Regions from separate parts of the Sus scrofa genome. Here regions 1 and 3 are each linked to region 2. A link is a contact called in public Hi-C and promoter capture Hi-C data. All regions are on one chromosome and are shown on one strand. The core of a region is the stretch at or near the end of the contact, and the rest is flanking DNA. Distances in the headings are between cores, read along the strand shown. Region 1 holds the start of SLC35A1 (CMP-sialic acid transporter). Region 2 holds the start of AKIRIN2 (akirin 2). Region 3 has its middle 45 kb from the start of TRNAE-UUC.

Region 1 (3,808 bases), core at 191-2,690, 210 kb before region 2:
GGAGCAGCCCAAGAAATGGCAAAAAAAAGAAAAAAAAGAAAAAGAAAAAGAATATAATATCCATTTGGCCACTGCTTGGGCTGGGATAACAGAAATGCCGTCTGCAAAGTTAACAGGAAATAAAATTTCAAGGATATGCTGCAGTTGCAAAGTATAATAACAACCCCTGGTTTTTGAGTATCTACTTTCTAAATTCACTAAAAGAATTTTGTCCTCGAAAATCATAAAGTGTTAGGAAACTTGCTGTTGAAATTGTATCAGGAAGAATGAAACAGTCCACTCTTCTGTAAAGATTTTAGTGGCTTTGACGCAAAGAAGCAGCCTCAGTTTCCAATCTAGGTGCACAGCCTTCATTTAAGGGGCTCTTGAAATGTAACTTTGCAGTTTCCGAGGAACAGGATCCTGAGCCTCTTTTGCAGCCCAGATCTAATATTGATTTTTTTTTTTTTAACACACAGCTCTGCTTTAAATATATCAAAACACTTTTAAAATTTCACCTGAGTCCATCCTTCCCCCAGATTCTATAACCCTGTCTTTTCCTTTGTTGTCTGAGACATGTCTCACTGACTGTGGTGTACAGCTTCCCTCACTGGAACGGGTCGATAATCCTGACTCTGACGATAGCTTTGTCCCTGGTGGAATTGGGCTTATCAGGTTAGGGCAAAAGACATCAAAATCTAGTCAAGCAAGGCTCATGCCAATGGAATACAAAATCTTTGTGGGCAATGAAAATTTACAAGAAAAGTAGGGAAGAGCAGCACGATAGGTTACGTGAACCAGGAATGCCACAAAACCAGTCCCCCAAAAAGCATTTTACCCAGCACACCAATTTTGATCAATTTGTGTGTGTGTGTGTGTGTGTGTGAGAGAGAGAGTATGTGAGCTACTATTCTCCCCCAGATCATGTTCCTGTAAGAAATGAGGTATTTTTAACCAAACTACATATCTCGAAAGCCATTCATTTTGCCAATGAATTATTTCCAACATCGCTTATGCTAATTAATATGCTTTAGTGAAAGTAAAGATTATAGCGGTTGAAGTAAATACCTATGGACACATATACTATTTATGAAGCCCATTTGTCGTGTGAAGATCGTGCAGTTAATGTCTGGCTGGGTAAATATAACCAATGGCAATGCTAATGATAAGGACACAGGCACAAGACTCTGAACAATAATAACTATATTAAGTTTAAATAAGAGGTAACAATGGCAGTTAATGAGCGAGGTGAAAGTTACAAAAGTTGCCAAGGTTGCTGAACGTAGTTTCTGTTTCTTTACAAGTTCTGGGTGGTCCTACAACAGCTTTGACATCCGTGAATCATTGCCTAAGCCCAAATCCTATTTGCCGCCAAGTCACGTTGCTGAGGACTACAACTCCCAGAAGGCAAAGCTCCGCTCCCTTAACTCCGTTTCCTTAACCGGCCGGGAGCTGTAGTTTACAAAAGGACGGCCTTGGAACCGAGTGTTACGCTGTTGTCCACATATACTTGGCGGTACAGTCCTCTCCTCCATCCGGGTCGTTCCCTTTTCGGTAGCAGTTGGATTCCTGAGCCTAATCTTGGTGTTTGGCTGGGCGGCAAGCCGGCGGCCACTGGCCGGCGAGGCGCTCTAGGCCGAGCGGCTTTCGTCTCTATGACCTCAGGGGGCGGTCCCCGGTGTCCGGGGCAGCGCTCGCAGAGGGGGCGCGCGTCAGTTCCGCGCGGGGCTGTCGGGGAACCATGGCTGCCCCAAGAGGTGAGATTGGCGGTCGCCGGGACAGGGGAAGCCCCCGGGGGGCGGTGGCGAATGAGCGTCAGCGCTGGTCCGCACCTGTCGGCGGTGCAGCATCCCTCGCGCCCGCAGGGCTCCGGGCCCCGGGGCCAGGCGCGGGCGACGGGCATCTGGAGTTGTGTTGAGCCGCTCCCGGGCTGGAGCGCCCGCCGCCGCCTGTCTGGGCAGCGCGGGGCAGCCAGCCTCCCACTGCAGCTGCTTTCCCCGCGGCGGACTCCGCGCTGGGCAGTTCCGCGGCCCAAGACGCCGCCTGCCTCGACGAGCGGGTAGTGGGTGGGACCCGAATTCAGACAGGCCCAGGCAGCGGCGGACCCGGCGAAGGGTCGGGGCGCAGGTTCCGGGCTGCATCCGCCTCACCCAAAGGAGGCAGGACCGTTCTCCGTCCGGCCCGGGGTCACCGCGGTGGCGGTCTCTGCTGCGTCTCCTGACCTAGGATGCTCAGAGGTTTAAGGGCATGCTCTGGGTGTAGTGTCTAAGCGGCGGCTGGTCCACGTAACAGTCACTGAACTGGGACATTAAAACAAACTGAAACCGTAACGAGATGGAAAAGGCAGTCGTTAACAGAGTTATTTCCAAGGAGAATGTTGTATATGGTTAGAAGAAACACTTTGGTATTTTGGCGGGGGATGGGGGAGGGTGAGATCCACAACTCTTCCCTTCCCCAGGGGTAGCACATTAGAGTAATAATATTTGATGACTAATTGCCATTTCATGAGGATGAGTCTGATTAACTCCGCAGCACTTTTGTTTTGCTGAGCGGGGTAAGTGAGTTAAGAGCAGGGCTGAATTAGAGCAGTGGCTAGGAAAGGTTGAGCAGCACCCGGATTCTTTCTCCAACCTTCTCCCATCGAGGTCTTGGCTTCACCTTTGAATAAATGTTGAACAAATATTTGAGGAATAGTTTTTCGCATGGGTGCCAAATTATTTTCCTGGTTGGAGAGGCCACGTTTATTACTCTAGCTCTGCCCAGAGAGCATTGTTTGTAGTTGCATTAGCTGTATGTGCTTCTCTTACCTGTTCTCCCATTTCAAATAAACCCAACCTTAAGCGTCTTTTTGTAAAGGAAGTGAAAAAAACAAAAAACAGAATTGTTTTGATAACTGACGTAAAATGGGAACTGCAAGATTAATGAGGAAGGCAACCTCAAAATCACAAAAGTCAAGTCATTATCTGGAACTGTTGCAACAGTATATACAGATTTAGGCCTATTGCACATTTGTTGTGCCCTGGTTATAAGTCTTATATGCCCCGAGAAATGTGTAACACAAAATTGAAGTTTCTAGAGCTTCCTGTTATTCACAAAGGATTTATCTGGGCTTTCCTGAATTTCCGAGTTCTCAAGTATTATGAATAATGTCCTCTGTTTAAATAGTAAAATGTAACTGAGAAAAAGATGCAGCTCCAGACTGTAAATTTCTTTTGGGGGGCATTTCCCACACTGAAATAAATATTGCGTGGGGGCTAGTGGGAACTTTATGAGACAGAGAAAACTGCAAATGTGCCACTGTGCCCACTCAGCAGTGCATCTGAGTTGTGGGCTAGGTTTATAGTCACTACCTCTGGCCATGATTTGAATACTCAGCAAAACTGACAGTGATTACGTGTATGGACTTTTGATATTACTCTGAAAAAAAATTGAAGTTGCTAATAATTGCAATTTCATACTGGAGAATTTATGACTGGAGTGAAGAAGAAATATTGTGGGGCGTCCCTGTCGTGGTTCAGTGGTAACAATCCTGACTAGTATCCATGAGGACTTGGGTTCGATTCCTGGTCTCACTCAGTGAGTTAAGGATATGGTGTTGCTGGGGCTATGGTGTAGGCCTGCAGCTGTAGCCCCTAGCCTGGGAACTTCCATATGCTGCCCTGAAAAGAAAAAAAAAAAAAAAGAAATATTTTGGTCTAATGCTAAACTGAAATTAGAGAAAAAACATATGAAGTATTTTTTAAAAGTTTATGTATGTTTTATACATGATAGTCTATAGCAAAGAAAGCCGTGTATGTTATACAGATATCTAAACTTACTTGATTACTAT
Region 2 (3,755 bases), core at 209-2,708:
TGAGGAAGGATATTTTAAAATCTGACCTGAAAAAACAAAACTAAGTCAATTCCAAATGGAAGTTACCAAACAGAGGTAAATACTGAAGATTTTTTTAAGCCAACCAAAAAGAAACAAGTAAATCAAGCTATGAAAAGGCTTTGTCTACAGATCATATTATTACCAAAGGCTCACACATGAAACCTTTGCGTGCTACACACAAAGGAAACATTTACACTACCAGTCCACAAAAGCTATCCTATCCCTTGTGTGCCAGGGGCGCATGAGGATTTTCAAAGTACAGAAAAAACTGGACATACACATGCAGTACAAAGCAGCCAAGAGGTATTTCCCCGTGGTCACTTTCAGGAAATGCTTCAAGATGAAAAGCAAAAATAGTCTTAAGTCCCTCGGAATCTTGAGTTTATTTCTTTACTAGTCTCAAGGCCTAGGTTTTTTTCTTCCAACTACTCTTCTGGGCAGAAATAAAGCACTTCCAACTAAAAGCACCTACTCAACCCCGATTTTCAATACAATTTGCTTTTCATTAAAAGTTCAAGTTTCTCAAGGTCTAGACGTATAGTTTGATCATATTACAGTACTCGGGAAGAGCATTTTCTTTGTTGTTGACCCTGCTAGGGAAACAGGTCTTGACTCAGCCAAAGTGGCGTTCTTGTGGGTGATTAATGACAGGCCTAGATCTCGCCCCAGTGACATTCCTCCCCACCCCCCACCCCCTCGGTACTAAAATCAGCCATGTCTGAACCGGAGGAGGGGCTGCTGCCTCTCCTCAAACCACCCAGTCCCAGAGTTAATAGGTGCAACCAATCGATTCAGGAAGACAGCCATTGAGATTGGGGCGAAATGTGTGACCCTTCTCCTGCCTGTATTTCCGTGTAGCACCCTCTCTGATCATTTCCGCTGGGGCTCTCCAGACTACGGAAACGTTCGATTCCAGTCATTCAGACCCAAGAAAAAGATCTTCCTCTTCCCCACAATACCCGACAAGGAATGGCCCCTACCCACCCCCACCCTGACCTCCCCCCCTTGACATCAGGCCGTTTCTATTGTGTCTCTAAGACCGGAGGAGATTAAAAGAAACGTGGTCGCCCGAGGACTCTGCTAAGAACGGGGAGCAGTCCAGCACCCCCAGCCTCGTGGCCGCATCCCGCGCCCCAGGACCCTGTCCTCTCTTCTCCCCCGCACCCCACCCCCCGAACCGGCGGCCGCAGAGCCGAGTCCCACCTGTGGTGAGGCGGGAGGAGACGTCGCCGAAGGGAGACGGCTCCATTCGGAGATACTTCTGCGGCGAGGCGGCGGCGGCCGAAAAGGAGGCGGCTGTGGCCGCGGCCGCCGACGACGGGGAGGCGGCAGCCGAGGTGGGCGCCGACAATGGCGCACATCGCCTCCGCTTTGGGGACGCTGGGCTCAGCAGCGGGTCGAAATCCAGAGTCCTTTTCAGAGTAGCTCCGCACGCCATGGCCGGGCCGCCGGGGAGCCGGGCTTGGGTGGGGTAGAGGAGGGGTACGGGAGGGGAGGGCAAGGGAAGGGGGGAGAGCGAGGCCCCGAAGAGCCTAACCGACCGGCTCTAGAGCGGAGAGGCGGATGGCGGAGCGCCGACGAGGGGAGCAGAGCCGCCGCCGCCGCCGCCTCAGCGGCAGGGGCAGTGGCCCAGGCCGGCCGGGGCGAGAACGGGAGGGGCGGTGGCAGCAGCTCACGCCGGCCGCGTCAGGGGGGCTCTTCCGCCTCCTCAGGCGCGGCTCCCCCGGGAGAGGCTCCAGCCGCCCCCGCCGTCCGTTCGGGCTTTGCGCCGCGCCCGAGGCGCTCCTGCGCTGAGACCGGTTCCTTCAGAAGTCGATACCAGCCCCGTGAGGTGTGAGGCTGGGACACGGCTCCTAAGACCCCCGCCCCCCGTCGAGACAGGGTCAGAAGCTAGAGAGCGGCGGTCGATGCGGCAGGATTGTGAGGTGGCGGCGGCGGCAGGAGCTCAGGCGAACACGTCCAGCCGCTAACCCCTCCACTGTACGACTCTTCCACCCGCCGCCGGCCCCAATATGGCGTCAATAACAACGCCGCCGATTCAAATCCTGCGGCCTCAAGGCGCGTGCGCATAGAGGGTGGGCGACCCAAATGTGCATTCTGGGATTTGTAGTTTTTCACTCTACGGAAGAATCGGCGTGAGAAGCGGTTAGGGAGGAGTCACGGAAACTACGACTCCCGTCATTCAAGGCGCACGATTCCGAGTTCCGGATCGGAATTTAAATCCCCCTACACAGCTTGAATGTAAAAGGAACTGAGCGAAAGAGAAAAAAAGAAAAGGCTCAGAGAGAGTGGGAAAAAAGGAAAGCCAACCAGTGGGGAAAGCAGGCTTTAAAAACAACAACAACAACAGCAACAACAAAACCACCTTTAAATTTCAGGACATAGTTGTCCTGGTACCGCTCCTACAGTGATTGAACAACCGAGAAAGAGAAAGCTAATCCCACCTAACAACTCAAGACAGATTAGTTTTGATAATAAGAGTGGCCAAGACACAACCTGTCACATGGAGGGGCTAGGAAATAATAAGATTATGGAACCTATTTAGGACTGCAAGAGAACAACAGTAATAGTATCAGGTTACGGGAACCTTGATTGTACTCGATGCTTTGCCCTTCCCAGGTAGCTGCTTGCATCCACTTATTAAATTCCGCTTTACCCTTTAAATGAAAAGGGTTTGAACGACACGCAGATGTAAATTGTTTTGCCTTGGATAAAAAGCTAGTGACATCAGAAATTGTACTGTCTCTGTTGAATACTGGTGTATATCTTAACGAATGGTAAAAATTAAAAGACAATGAAATGTCTAGGGAGTAGACCCATTTGGGACCCATTTTGTAAGAAGAAAAAAAAAATTTCCTAGAAGTTATATTTCTAATCAGGTACCTAAAATAGAAATCAAATAAAGCATTAATTATAAAATGATTTATGTGAAAAACTGTCATCAGTCCTTTGCCTATGGAAGCTATCACCAATCCAATACAAAACTAGTTATCTACGTGAATGCTATATTATCAAATGATCATAAGTATCAAATACTGGCTTTCAATGCTTTTTTATCCTGTCATTTATTCAGATAAAGATATTTTGTATAATTTTGTCTATTATTCTTTGTACTACTTTTGGACTGTAGTTTAATATATTTATTCTTCTTTTATAGAACTGCTCAACTCCTCAGATCAGCAGTGCCGATCACACTGTCAACAACTGTGATGATTTTAACATATACTATTTCGAAAATATCTTTGGCAAAAGATCAGCATTTAATGAAACAGCAGCTTAACAGTGATACCTAATAGGTAAATTTGTACTAAATTCTAAACACTCCATGAAATCTATGATATTGTGAAAATAACAGACGATACCTATTTTATGTAAGTAAGTATGAAAAGATAGGTTAACCCATGGAAAATAAGAAACAAAGCATTTATGTTCCTGGTAAGTATATTTTGAAATTAAGATTTAACCTTAAATTATGGAAGTTACATTGGAAAAGGAATGTTATAAGTTGAATGGTATCCTCAAAATTTGTATGTTGAAGTCCTAATCCCACGTATCTTAGAATGTGACCATATTTGGAAATAGAGATATTTCAGATGTAATTAGTTAAGAAGAAGTCCTCTTGGAGTAGGGTGACCCCCTAATCCAAAATGACCAGTATCCTCATAAAAAGGGGAAATTTGAACACAGAAGGGCAGAACACCATGTGGACATGAAGGCAGAAATCTAGGCGATGC
Region 3 (3,466 bases), core at 76-2,575, 190 kb after region 2:
AGTGGGTTAAGCATTATTGTGAGCTATGGTGTAGGTCGCAGACACGGCTCGGATCCTGCGTTGCTGTGGCTGAGGTGTAGGCTGGCAGCTGCAGCTCTGATTTGACCCCCTAGCCTGGGAACTTTCATATGCTGTGGGTGCAGCCCTAAAAAAAAAAAGCTAGAAGGATACGTTGTACAGCAGGTGGATATAACCAATATTTTATGATAATTATAAATAGAGCATTACCTTTAAAAATTGAGTCACTATATTTTATACCTATAACATAATATTGTACATTAATTATAGCTTGATAAAAAAATCTCAGATTCAGAAGGGACTTAATTTTCTCTAAGAAGAAAGGAATTAATTGTTGAGCTCCTACCAGTGAGCCAGATCTCCCACAGATATTATCTCATTTAATTCTGCACAGCCTCTCTATGAAGGAAATTACAATAATAATAGCTTACATTTTTTATGTGCTTACTACGTGCCCCACAGGGTTTTGCATTGCTTCTTCATCAAAGTCTTTTAAATTTGAGGAAACAGGCTCAAAGATGAGGATAACTTGCTCAAGGATGCACAGTTAATAGAGTAGAAATTTATATCCAAGTATGTCTGACCCAAAGCCCAGACTTCCTGGTTTATCATGATGCTTCTTTAGTGAGTGAAAAGTCCACTGGGGATGGAAGAGCTGTATTTTATTTTTATTTTAAACGGTGGTACTTTGCTTCTGGTGGGTAAGCTGAGTACCTGCCATTTTTCTTGATTATGCCAAGGCTTTACCTATATCCCTCAGAATGAAGGCAAGGAACTAGTCAAAGGACGTTCTTAAGAGTACGGTTTTCATGACTTAGGAAGCAGCAAGGGCAAGGAATGGAACTCTTTGACCAGATCCTATCTCTAGGTTACCACCTAAGGATGAATAATCAAACACACCAAGATGAAAGACTCCACACTGTTAACCCTTTGAGTGGTAGTGATGAAAGGAATTCTAGGAGAGTATGGAAACCCTTGACTGGATGGTACTTGGGAAACTGCAATTTCCTTTGGCATCCCATACTGCCTCTGGGCTTCACAATTGCGGTGTGATTATGAGTCTGATTCTGCTTCAGAGCTGTCTCCACATGTGAGGAGAGGGCCTGGGCCTCTGAGGAGCATGGCTTTTTGGAGCATGTGTTTGTGTTCAGTTCATGGATGGATTGGCTCTCCATATAGGTGACTACAGCAATATTTGGAGATACAGCCTCAGGGGAAGAAAGCTCAAAAATGTCAAAACCATGGGTTCAGTAGCTAGAGCTATGTAGCCCTTCCCCTCCCCCCAGATTCCTGTGGGATGAAGAAAAACTTTCATCATTGGATTTCCTCACTTTTGACGATCCAGGATGTGGTTGTGGTAGGCCAGAGTGTGGTTATTTTGAAATTTGAGGTTTCTGCCCAGCTACCTCCAAGAATTCTTAGTGGGTGGCATTGCCTGTGTCCTTTCAGACTTAAACGGGAAAAGAAGTGGGTACAGAAAGAAGCTTTTGTCTAGAAAATGCAGTATTTTCATGTTTAAGCTATCATTTTTACAAATGAGACATAGTATCATTAAGCCATAGTATGTAACGGGTTTTCAGCTAGAATTTTGTGATGTGCTTTTAAAAACAAAAAACAAACAAAAAACCCAAACATATCAGGTCTATACAATGGGCCTGCTAAATTCTGAACTCTTTACACCTTTTTTCTCTTCAAAATGCCCCAAACTTCATGCTGTAATTTTAACTTATGGTAAAGATTTTACTGGTTGACATGTTGGCAAAAAGAAAGAGGTGACATATGAGTTAAGACTTCAGTTATCTGCCTTTTAATTTTTTTAAAAACTCTTTTCCATTATGGTTTTATTACAGGATATTAAATATAGTTCCCTGTGCTATGTAATAGCACCTTGTTGTTTATCCGATGCACTTTGATTTAGGCTAATTTTCTAAATTTCAAGCTGTACCTAATGGCCTGTCTGCCACGTGAAGCAGAAAGCCACAGATGTCCTCTGAACAATTGTTTGAAAGTAAGGCATTTCAACAGCTCCTACTACATGAGGAGACCACCTGGGCATATAAAAACCATCTTTCATTTCAAAGTGGACAGGAAACACAAGACATTCTAAAACATTGCCTGGAAATCATGCAAGAAAATTAAGTTTTCCTTCAGAAATAATTAGGCTTGAAAACAAATATGCCCTGACTAAAGCAACGGGGCTGGTTGGCAGAGGAGGAGAGTAAACTGCTATCCAGCTATTAGAGGTGTTTATGAAAGTGGGGCAGGAAAGTGCCCATGAAACTAGGCCAGACTCTAGGTTCATAACCACAGATGATCTGCTGTGACATAATTTTTTATAAGGGCTCAAAAGTGTGGCAAACATTTATATTGGAGGACAAAAGAAAAAGCAGCATCTAGAACCGCCTATGTGGTAAAATGCCAGATACCATGGCTCTGACAGTAAGAGGAATTTTTTTGTTCTGCACCTTCAGAGTTAATTTTCCTCTCCTCATGAAGTCCGGAGGAATTACAAAAATCTTTTATATCAGATTTGCAAATCCTGATAAGTTACCCACCCCTACTCTCTATCAGCTTGCCCTTTCGACAGGCGGTGCGCAGTAAAATGAATAAATTCAGCATATTTTCCTGTTCACCAAGCATAAATTATTACTAACTGTGGTGAGAGGCTATTTGAAAAGCCGTTTTATTTTCTATACCGAAAAGCTTCTTTTATCTATAAAGGATTCTGTTTGAAATCGAAGTAGATATTGTCTTATCTTTGTGACCCCAGGAAACTGAACTAGAATGACATATTTCTACTCTAAAGAGGGCAATGAGAGGATTCATGTGTACGCTAGATAAACTCTGCTAATCTATTCCTGCTCTTGGATCAGATTTCCAGTCTGTGAAACACTAGGAGACTCACTCTAGCATTTGTATGTGATACAACACCATTGAAATTATCTATGAGTGTGTTCTAATTGGCAGGCTTCAGCCGGGGGGCGGGGGGAAGGGCAGGGGGATGCGGGGGAGGGCACGGGCGAGTAGGATTGGACCCTGTGACCTCAGAGATCCCTTCCAACTGACAAGCATTCCAAGGCTTTCATGCCATAGCCCTTTAGTAATAGGCTGCTGCCCTGATATTTTTGCCCAGCCTTTTAGCTCTAGTCCATTAAGTCATGATTTCCCTCAAACACCGTCCCTGAAAGGATGGTAGCAATTTGGCAAAGTGTCAGTTCGAAGTAGCACTAACAAAATGTGTATCTATCCAATGATCATAGCTTTTATTCATTGACAAACAGCCTGGAAATTCATAAATAGTTTTCATGTGATAGCACATTTCTTCTATCCTCATTTCATCTGAGCTCTGTCATCATCATAAACTGGGCATTGAACCATTGAAGCTGGCATTCAGCATTAACATGTGATATGGTACCCCTCACCATTTTGCTCGTTCTTGGTTGCTTTT

What was found. Promoter capture Hi-C pulls out the DNA fragments that hold promoters and counts their contacts. Hi-C and Micro-C count contacts between places; a contact is called where the count stands out from the background.
Region 1: a promoter capture Hi-C map of liver shows a contact between it and region 2, with 2.7 times the contacts expected there. The contact joins the promoter of SLC35A1 here to the promoter of AKIRIN2 in region 2. A contact is called at or near these places in 1 of 5 promoter capture datasets (liver), 1 of 47 Hi-C or Micro-C datasets (fetal skeletal muscle) and 2 of 2 datasets of contacts at active chromatin or transcription factors (alveolar macrophages and skeletal muscle).
Region 3: a Hi-C map of embryonic fibroblasts shows a contact between it and region 2, with 2.1 times the contacts expected there. The contact joins the enhancer-like site here to the promoter of AKIRIN2 in region 2. A contact is called at or near these places in 3 of 47 Hi-C or Micro-C datasets (adipocytes and embryonic fibroblasts) and 2 of 2 datasets of contacts at active chromatin or transcription factors (alveolar macrophages and skeletal muscle).

What each region holds. Positions count from the first base shown.
Region 1 is chr1:55,858,179-55,861,986 of Sscrofa11.1, forward strand. It overlaps SLC35A1 (CMP-sialic acid transporter), which reads left to right and starts at 1,441. Exons shown (of 8, transcript XM_003353254.5): 1 at 1,441-1,736. The coding sequence starts at 1,721.
Region 2 is chr1:56,068,124-56,071,878 of Sscrofa11.1, forward strand. It overlaps AKIRIN2 (akirin 2), which reads right to left and starts at 1,459. Exons shown (of 5, transcript NM_001278752.1): 1 at 1,225-1,459. The coding sequence starts at 1,459.
Region 3 is chr1:56,257,801-56,261,266 of Sscrofa11.1, forward strand. No RefSeq gene overlaps it. Among named protein-coding and RNA genes, the nearest start is that of TRNAE-UUC, 45 kb to the right of the region's middle. Within about 2 kb of position 1,326, at least 6 of the 83 cell types and tissues checked have an H3K27ac peak or open chromatin away from gene starts, as enhancers often do. A contact at or near this core is called in embryonic fibroblasts and skeletal muscle, where this site is marked.